Linked DNA regions of Triticum aestivum: region 2 is linked to region 1. The links are chromatin contacts, called in public Hi-C maps. All regions are on one chromosome and are shown on one strand. The core of a region is the stretch at or near the end of the contact, and the rest is flanking DNA. Distances in the headings are between cores, read along the strand shown. Region 1 has its middle 290 kb from the start of LOC123130567. Region 2 holds the start of LOC123127290 (EIN3-binding F-box protein 1).

What was found. A called contact is a pair of places that touch in the nucleus more often than the background predicts.
Region 2: a contact with region 1 is called in a Hi-C map of leaf, with 5 times the contacts expected there. The contact joins the promoter of LOC123127290 here to the enhancer-like site in region 1. A contact is called at or near these places in 2 of 5 Hi-C or Micro-C datasets (both in leaf).

Annotation. Positions count from the first base shown.
Region 1 is chr6A:211,321,169-211,325,796 of IWGSC CS RefSeq v2.1, forward strand. No RefSeq gene overlaps it. Among protein-coding and RNA genes, the nearest start is that of LOC123130567, 290 kb to the right of the region's middle. Within about 2 kb of position 1,888, at least 3 of the 8 cell types and tissues checked have an H3K27ac peak or open chromatin away from gene starts, as enhancers often do. A contact at or near this core is called in leaf, where this site is marked.
Region 2 is chr6A:211,742,637-211,747,264 of IWGSC CS RefSeq v2.1, forward strand. It overlaps LOC123127290 (EIN3-binding F-box protein 1), which reads left to right and starts at 2,278. Exons shown (of 2, transcript XM_044546939.1): 1 at 2,278-2,496; 2 at 2,641-4,628. The coding sequence starts at 2,472. The coding sequence ends at 4,565.

The DNA of each region.
Region 1 (4,628 bases), core at 638-3,137:
TTCATGGTTTTCGCCAGCGCGCTGGAGTTGACTTCACTGAGATGTTTGCCCCGGTTGTTAAACCGGGCACAATCCGCACCGTCCTCCAGCTTGCGGTGTCCCGAGGCTGGCCCGTTCATCAGATGGATGTCTCTAACGCCTTCCTCCACAACCATCTTGAGGAGCAGGTGTATTGTACACCCCACCGGTTTCGTCGACGCATCTCTTCCTGGCCACGTGTGTTTGTTGTCCCGGTCTCTCTACGGGCTCAAGCAAACACCCCGCGCCTGGTACCAGCGGATCGCCGGGTTTCTTCAGACACTGGGCTTCAGCATCGCTCACTCGGATGCCTCGCTGTTTGTTTATCTCCAGGGTGACATGACTGCATATTTACTCCTCTACGTCAACGACATTATCCTGACGGCCTCCTCCGCAACCCTTCTTTAGCAGATTACTCTCCGGCTGCGTGACGAGTTTGCCATCAAGGACTTGGGTGCTCTACATTACTTTTTTGGCATTGAGGTTGTTCGGCGACCGGATGGCTTCTTCTATCATCAGCAGAAGTATGCGCACGAGCTCCTTGAGCATGCTGGCATGCTCAACTGTCATCCTTTTGCCACTCCTGTTGACACGAAGGCCAATGTTTCTGCTCTTGAGGGCTCGCCAGCGTCGGATGCTCCCTTCTACCGGTCTATTGTCGGTGCCCTTCAGTATCTGACTCTCACCCGACCGGATCTACAGTATGTTGTTCAGAGGTGTGCCTCCACATGCACGCCCCTCGTGACTCTCATTGGACTCTCGTGAAGCGGATCCTCCGGTACATCCGCGGCACGATAACCCTTGGGCTCATCCTCACGGCGTCCCCCTCTCTGGAGATGGTGGCCTACTCCGACGCGGCTGGGCTGGCTGCCCCGACACCCGTCGGTCCACCTCTGACTACTGCGTTTACGTTGGTCCTTCACTCATCTCGTGGTCGTCCAAGCGCCAGCCCACGGTTTCGCGCTCCAGCGCGGAGGCTGAGTATCGAGTTGTGGCTAACGCTGTTGCCGAGTGCACCTGGCTACGACTGTTACTTCAGGACCTGCATCACGATGTCTCCCAGACTACGGTTGTCTATTGTGATAACGTCTTTGCGGTGTACCTCTCCGCCAATCCCGTTCATCATCGTCGGACGAAGCACATTGAGCTGGACATTCACTTTGTGCGCGAGCAGGTGGCCCTTGGACGTATTCGGCTTCTCCATATTCCGACTGCACAACAGTTCGCCGATGGGATGACAAAGGGCCTACCGACTTCCACCTTCGAGGAGTTTCGTTCCAGTCTCTGCGTCACTGGCGTCGCTTCAACTGCGGAAGGGTGTTGAGTATATTGTGTATTGGGCCCATCTTTTGTTTCCTTTGTCTAGTCGAGGTTGTGGCCCTCTCTATACTCATATATACGCACATGTTGCACCGATCAATACATTGCATGTTCCACAGCCTATTCTTATATTCTACAATAAACCTATATAGGAGAGGAGATTTTGCCAATGCGTACAACGGTGCTCGGCGAGATGCTCCAGTGGAGCAGTCTCTGCGATTGACAAACGCGTGGCAGGCAGGTCTGAACTCCTGGCCTCGAGCTGTCGCGCACAAGGTGGGCACCGACGGCGACGCGTCGATCTGCAATATATTCTCGCATCAAAATCACGAAATGCCTATGTCCATGTGCGACTCGCCTTGGAACGCACCGAGGCGATTTTTCCTTTTATTTTCAAAGCAAAGGCTGTGCTTTGCTTACTCGGCGGTCGTCGTTGCCGTATTGAATTCGTCACAAACGGAAAGGCGTGGCACGCCACAGCATACCCCACGCTTCTTCTCTTCTCAGCACTGTACCCACTGCACGGCGAGATGATGACAATGGGCGTTCAAAGATTTCACTAATTCATGGGAACTTGGATCGCTGTTTCCCGGTCTTGACGGCACGGGCCACCCGTGAACGTGAAGAGGCAATTGCGGCGGATCGGGAGGCGTAGCCGACGCTTGATGCAGAGCGCGCCACGTCGGCACAGATCTTGCCCCTGGACCACGGATCTTCTGGAAGCCGACAGCTCACAGGCGACGCCGGTTGCTGGCGTAAGCGCACGCTAAGCACTGTAGTGTGCTTATGACGTCGTTTTTCTTAGCTTTCAATCGATAAAGTTTGGCAATTGCCGCAATCGGAATACTAAAACTAGCACAAACTTGTGATATTTATTTTGAGACAAAGGAAGTACTCCTTCACAGACGACTTTGACAATTGTGAGAAGTCTACCAAACCACTACTAGAAATTGCACAAACTATCAACTATGAGGTTGATTATGGGGGCGTTTGGTTTGTGAGCAAGGTTGGCGTGGCTAAGGATATACCTAACCAGGTGGTTGGGGTATCCTCGTTCTTGTGTTTGGTTGTAAACCGATAGATGGTTAAGGATAGTCAATTTTATGTCTGGTAAAAAGGATGCGAGATGGTTCTCAAAAAAAAAAGGATGCGAGATGGATATCTTATCATTTGATTTTTTTACTCAACAAATTAAACAAAAAAAATATATATCTTGGAATGGTCTACAACACCATACACAAATTGTTGGAATAATCCAAACATATCATAGTTATGATTAGTATAACGGGTGATCAACGTTGCCGGTGATTAGTTTAGGTAAATATACTCCGTATGTGAGTCTATGTCCTAGTTAGTTTGGAGTTGTAGTAGGACTTCGAGTCCGTTTGGTAGTAGATTTGGTTTAGTACGTGTGTTAGCTTAGGAAAGTTGAGTCCGTGTCAGGTTCTAGTACTAAGTCTTGTTCGAGTAGGTTTGCAACAGGGGTGTTACATGTGCGTGTATATAAGCACAGGCGCGGCCTTGAGATTGTAACACCGAGAAAAACAGAAAAAAGAGAAATAAAGAGGAGAAACAAGGGCACGACAAGGGCCCTTTGGCTATCAGCTTTTTGTGCGTGTGTGTTCGTGTTATTTGATGTGATCGATCCTGAGGGCGCCAACAATTGGTATCAGAGCAAGGTTCGAGAATTTGAAGCCACGCTTGCCCCGGGGTGGCGACCCTGCTAGCGCCTCGGGGCGGGCAATAGAGTCGCTGGTGTAGCAACGAGGAGGAGCGGACGATATAGTCGTTGGATAGTGCAACGGCGAGGAAGAGTGGGCAATAGTCGTTCGAGCAACGACGTGGAGGATCGGGCGGTTGTCATTCGGCGGAGCGGCGACAAGAAGGCAGCAAGGACGTTGTCGCAAGCAAGGCAGCGGTTGATTGTCAGTTGGCGAAACAACCTGGAGGAGGGCGACAGGGCTGTCGTCGGCACGACGTTGGTGATCGTTGATGGTTATGGAGGTGTTGAAGTTGCGACACCAAGGAAATCATCGAGATCTAGGTTGACGGGAGTGGTAGTGCCGAGGTACGGTGCTAGAAGATCTCGTCAAGATCGTCATTGGGGGGAGCGAGGAAGAGGTGACGAAGTTGCGAGCTGTTGTCAAGGTGTGCGTATGAATTCTTGTAAGGTGCGTCCAAGAGCTCAGGTATGTGGATCTTCTGCTGTAGTTGATATGCGTCACTGCCGGAGGAGAATTGCGAGCGAGAGCGGGCGAAAAAAGGAATTCGTGCCTTGCGTTTCCGTTCATGATCATGGAGTTCCGACGAGTTCATATACGATGAAGATGAGTTGCACGTATATGGCGAGTTGGGTTGCCGCTGGACATGAGGTGTCGTTTGATAAGATGTGGCATCGGCGACCCTGAGAAGAAAAAAGATGTGGCGGGTGAAAAGATGTGTCTCCCCGTGCACAAGCAACCGATGAGAAGACGAAGATCAACGTGAAGATGGGCGCGCACCGGTTAAGTTGAATTCTTATATGAGGCTATGTGTTTAGTGTGCATGTAGCACGCTAAGATGTGGCAGCGTGGCTGGTAGCCTGGGTAATCGTTGGTTAAAGTCTATGAGTCGGTATGCAAACGAAGTTGCGGTGACGATGATGTGATGGTCATCGTTGCAAGAAGAGAGAAGTTAAGGTTCGGTAAGTCGCGTCACCGAAGGCAATCGGCAGGACAAGATGAAGAGGCGATCGTCTGTGTGTCTCGTCTAGTAAAAAGTCGAATGTTTGGATTAAAGGGTGAATGTTGGAATAATCCAAACATATCATAGTTATGATTAGTATAACAGGTGATCAACGTTGCCGGTGATTAGTTTAGGTAAATATACTCCGTATGTGAGAATCCACATCCTAATTAGTTTGGAGTTGTAGTAGGACCTCGAGTCCGTTTGGTAGTAGATTTGGTTTAGTACATGTGCTAGCTTAGGAAAGTTGAGTCAGTGTCAGGTTCTAGTACTAAGTCCTGTTCAAGTAGGTTTGCAATAGGGGTGTTACCTGTGCGTGTATATAAGCACTGGCGTGGCTTTAAGATTGTAACACCGAGAAAAAAAAGGAGAAACAAGGGCACCACAAAGGCCTTTTGGCTATGAGCTTTTTGTGTGCATGTACTCGTGTTATTTGATGTGATCAATTCTGAGGAATTTCCAATAAAAATGCATTGGATTTGTAACTTCATGATCCTAACATATCCATGCATACACTCCAATCTGATAAAAAAGTAGAAGCTATACATCACCAGATTAGAAGATGT
Region 2 (4,628 bases), core at 1,028-3,527, 420 kb after region 1:
AATACATGCATTTGTCCTTCTGTCACTAGACAAGATCATCACAAGATTGAACCCACTACAAATCACCTCTCTACTAAAGATAAATCAATGAAACTTGGCCAAAATAGATGAATATGCCGGAGAGAAATATAAAGCTATAAAACTATCCATAATTCATCGGATCTCAACAAACATGCCACAAGAATTACATCAAATAGATTTTCGAAGAGATCATTGTATTGAAGATAGAGAGATAGATAGATAGATAGATAGAGAGAGAGAGAGAGAGAGAGAGGAGAGCCATCTAGCTACCCATATGGACCCGTAGGTCCTAAAAAAACTACTTACACATCATCATGGAGGCAACAGGGTTGATGAAGATGACCTCCTCAATGATTCCCTCATCCGACAGAGTGCCAAAACAGGGCTCCAGATGGGATCGTGTCAGAATAAAGACTTCCAGCGATGATAAAATTGTTTCGGATCTCGCTATGAGGGTTTCAGAATATATGTGTATTTATAAGCCAAGAAATAAAGGAACGGAGCACCAGGGGCCCATGGGCCACCCCCGCGCGCCCTACCCACTGGGCGCGCCCTAGTAGCTTGTGCCCCCTCGTGGGTCTTCTTGCCTCATCCCGAATCTTCTAGGGGTATATTATGTTTTTTTGCGAAACAAAAAACATGCGGAAAGATAGAAACTGACACTGGACACTAAATTAATAGATTAGTTTAGAAAAATAATATAAATGACATAGAAAGCAAACAAAAATGATAATATAATAGCATTTAACAATAAAAAAATATAGATACATTTGAGGCATATCAGCTGTGTCAGCGGTCCCTCGGGCTCGAGGACCGTCGTTTTCGAGGAGGAGCGAGCGGCGAGGCAGCAGACACGATACGACCGGCGCAACACCCCCCGCCGCTTCGCGTTCACGAAGTCCGACGCAGCGCTGGAATGGGTCCACGATGACCCGACCCTCACCATGACGTGGGCCCTCGACCGCTCCATCACCGCCGCAGAGACAACCGCTGGGCGTTGCCGTCACCTTGACGGCGAGCTCGTCAAAATCGACGAGGAGTGGTTGTTTTGAAATATACGCGTAGGAAGCGGATCCTCTAACATAGAGAAGGAAATTCACGGTGCTACAGTACTAGCCTAGTGTAAAATGAAAAAGAAAAGTTAGGGACTGTTAGTAGGTAGTTAACATGTTGTTTACTGTTGATATTTACTATAGATATAAATAATTTAAAATTAATTTTATTTCATCATCAATTTATTTATATGTAATTACTATAATGTACACAACAGATCATCGATTTGCAAATTAATTTAAGTCGTTTTAACCTTAATTATATAGATAGAAAGAAGAAAAATTAGGATAGTATAGCTTCTCTAACTTTCCTTTTCAATGTTAAAGGATCCAATTTCATACATGTATAGCGTTGGATGACCGGCACACATACGTGAGAAAGTTTATGGAATGCTAGGAGATGCCTTAAAGCAAGGGATTAAAAAGACGATCTTGGGTAACTGGATCTGCTATCTCCACGTGTTGTGTTCACGCTCTGGAACAGGAATTCCCCTCACCTCCGTTCTCCAAGCGCAACGTGAAAAAGGAAACGAAAAGTAGAGGAGAAGAATCGCAGCTCCATTATAGGAAGACCAAGGCCCTGTTTGGTTTAGCTTTTATTGACGGATTTCGCTGCCGCGCAGCAGAATCTGAATCAAACGACGAACCCAGCAGAATCCGATTTTAGAAATCCGCTGCCAAAATTTAAACCAAAAGCGGAAGCAGACCAGGACGTGCTTTTCAAAATCTGATTCCGCTGTGAGCCAAAATCTGAAAAAAACTGTATCAGCTGATTTGCCAAATGACCTACATCTTTTTCACATCAGATTTTCCACAGCTGTTTTTCCACAGCAGATTTTTTACAACTGATTTTAGAAATTCACAGCCGAACCAAACAGGCAAGACGAAGACGCGTGCATGTGCAATGTATGTGCGGCACGAACGAGTGATCCACCCACCCACCCCATCCGGCCGTCCCAATCCCCTCCACTCCATCCGCCCACACGAGTACAGTGCAGGTTCAGTGCATCCAGCTCCGGCCAGCGCAACTTGTCCCCTGGGAGCGCCAAGGGCGGCCCCCGCCTCCCGTCTCTGTCCCTCGCGCCGATTATTCAATTCCCACCTACTCCGTCTCTTTCTTCCCTACTCCGCCTCAGCTCGCGCTTTCCCCTTCCTCCCTCCTGTCACAGACTTCTCCTCTCCCCTCTCCTCCTTCTCTTTTTTCCCTGTCGCAGCGGCGATAGGGTTCGGCTTCCGTCTCCTCCCCCCCCCCCCCCCCCCCCCCCCCCCCTCCGGCGGTGGTCGCCTGTAAATGCTTAAGGCCTTCTCCGTCGGCTCGGATCGTGCGGCGGCGGCGGCTCTCTTCTTGGTCGTGCTCTTCTTCTTCCAAGGGATCTCTTCCTTCTCCGGCGATTCGGCATGCCTGCCTTCCACGCATACGGAGGTAAGCGATAGAGAGAGACCCCCTTCATGTTTTTCTTTTTTCTTTTCCCCCGAAGAGAGTCGGGTTGTTGTTTTAGTCGTGGTTCCTTGCAAGGAAAGGTTTGTTCTTGCGTGTCCCTGATGGTGTGTTCTTCGACACAATCAGATGGCGGGTGCCTCGTCTCTGCCCCGGCCGAGCTTTCCGGGATGTTCTGCCGCGGTGGCGGAGCGGTGGTTCAGCAGCGGAAGCGCTCTCTGGTGGCCGCGTCGGCGGTCGCCGCGGCGGCGGCCGAGTGCATGAGGGCCAGCAAGAAGCAGAGGCAGCCCCCGCAGCCGTCCCTGGACCTGCTCCCGGACGAGTGCCTCTTCGAGGTCCTGCGCCGCCTGCCCGGCGGCCGCGAGCGCGCTGACTCCGCGTGCGTCTCCCGCCGCTGGCTCGCGCTCCTCGCCAGCATTCGGGTCTCCGAGCTCGGTCATGCCGCGGCGGCCGCCCCGTCCCTGCCCGATCTCAACGAGGAGTTCGTCATGGAGGAGGATACGGACGACTCCTCCGCAGATCCCTCCGTCGAGAGGGTTCTCGAGGGTAACGAGGCCACCGATGTCCGCCTCGCCGCCATGGCTGTTGTTGCTGGATCCCGCCGCGGGCTGGAGAAGCTCGCCATCCGTGGGAGCCACCCGACGCGTGGGGTCACAGACCAGGGGCTCCTGGCCGTTGCCCGCGGCAGTCCTAACCTCTGCTCCCTCGCGCTGTGGGACGTGCCACTTGTGACCGACGCTGGGCTCGCTGAGATCGCCGCCGGGTGCCCCTCGCTGGAGCGTCTGGATATCACTTCTTGCCCGCTCATCACAGACAAGGGCCTTGCTGCTATTGCTCAGGGGTGCCCCAACTTGGTGTCTCTGACCATGGAGGCCTGCTCCGGCGTTGGCAACGAGGGCCTGAGGGCGATTGGCCGGTGCTGCTTGAAGCTGCAGGCTGTGAGCATCAAGAACTGTGTGCACGTTGGTGACCAGGGCATTTCTAGCCTCGTGTGCTCCGCTTCCGCATCACTGGCCAAGATCCGTCTCCAGGGATTGAACATCACAGATGCTTCGCTTGCCGTGATTGGGTACTATGGGAAGGCCGTCACGGATCTTACACTTGCTCGCCTTGCTGCTGTTGGTGAGAGGGGTTTTTGGGTGATGGCCAATGCCGCCGGCTTGCAGAAGTTGAGGTGCATGAGTGTCACCTCTTGCCTTGGGGTCACTGATCTTGCTATCACTTGTATTGCCAAGTTCTGCCCAGGCTTGAAACAGCTTTGCCTCAGGAAGTGTGGACATGTGTCGGATGCTGGTCTTAAGGCTTTCATAGAATCGGCAAAGGTGATGGAAAACCTGCAGCTTGAAGAGTGCAACAGGGTTACTCTTGTTGGTGTTCTGGCCTGCCTTATCAACTGCAGCCATAAGTTCAGGGCTCTCTCCTTGGTGAAATGCACAGGTGTCAAGGATGTCTGTTCTGCTCCTGCACAACTTCCTGTCTGCAAATCACTTCGTTTCTTGACAATCAAGGATTGCCCAGGTTTCACTGATGCAAGCTTGGCCGTAGTCGGTATGATCTGCCCTCAGCTGGAGCAAGTCGACCTGAGTGGTCTTGGTGAGGTCACTGACAATGGGCTTCTTCCGTTGATAAACTCTTCCGAGGGTAACCTGGTCAAGGTTGACTTGAGTGGTTGCAAGAACATCACAGATGTTGCTGTTTCTTCCCTGGTGAAGGCACATGGAAAATCTGTTAAGCAAGTTAGTCTCGAGGGTTGCAGCAAGATAACAGATGCAAGCCTCTTCTGTATTTCTGAGAACTGCACTGAGCTTGCAGGGCTTGATCTTTCTAACTGCATGGTCAGCGACTCCGGTGTTGCAAGCCTGGCGTCCGCAAATCACTTCAAGCTCCGTGCCCTCTCGCTGTTTGGCTGCTCTAAGGTCACACAGGTGAGCGTGCAGTTCTTGGGCAGCATGGGTAAGTTGGAGGGCCTCAATCTTCAGTACTGCAACATGATTGGCAACCACAACATTGCATCGCTGGAGAAGCAGCTCTGGTGGTGCGACATTCTCGCCTAGGCAGACAAGATGGTTCATTGCTGGTGGGGCTCGTCTACTGGGTCAGCCGCCTGCATATGCAGA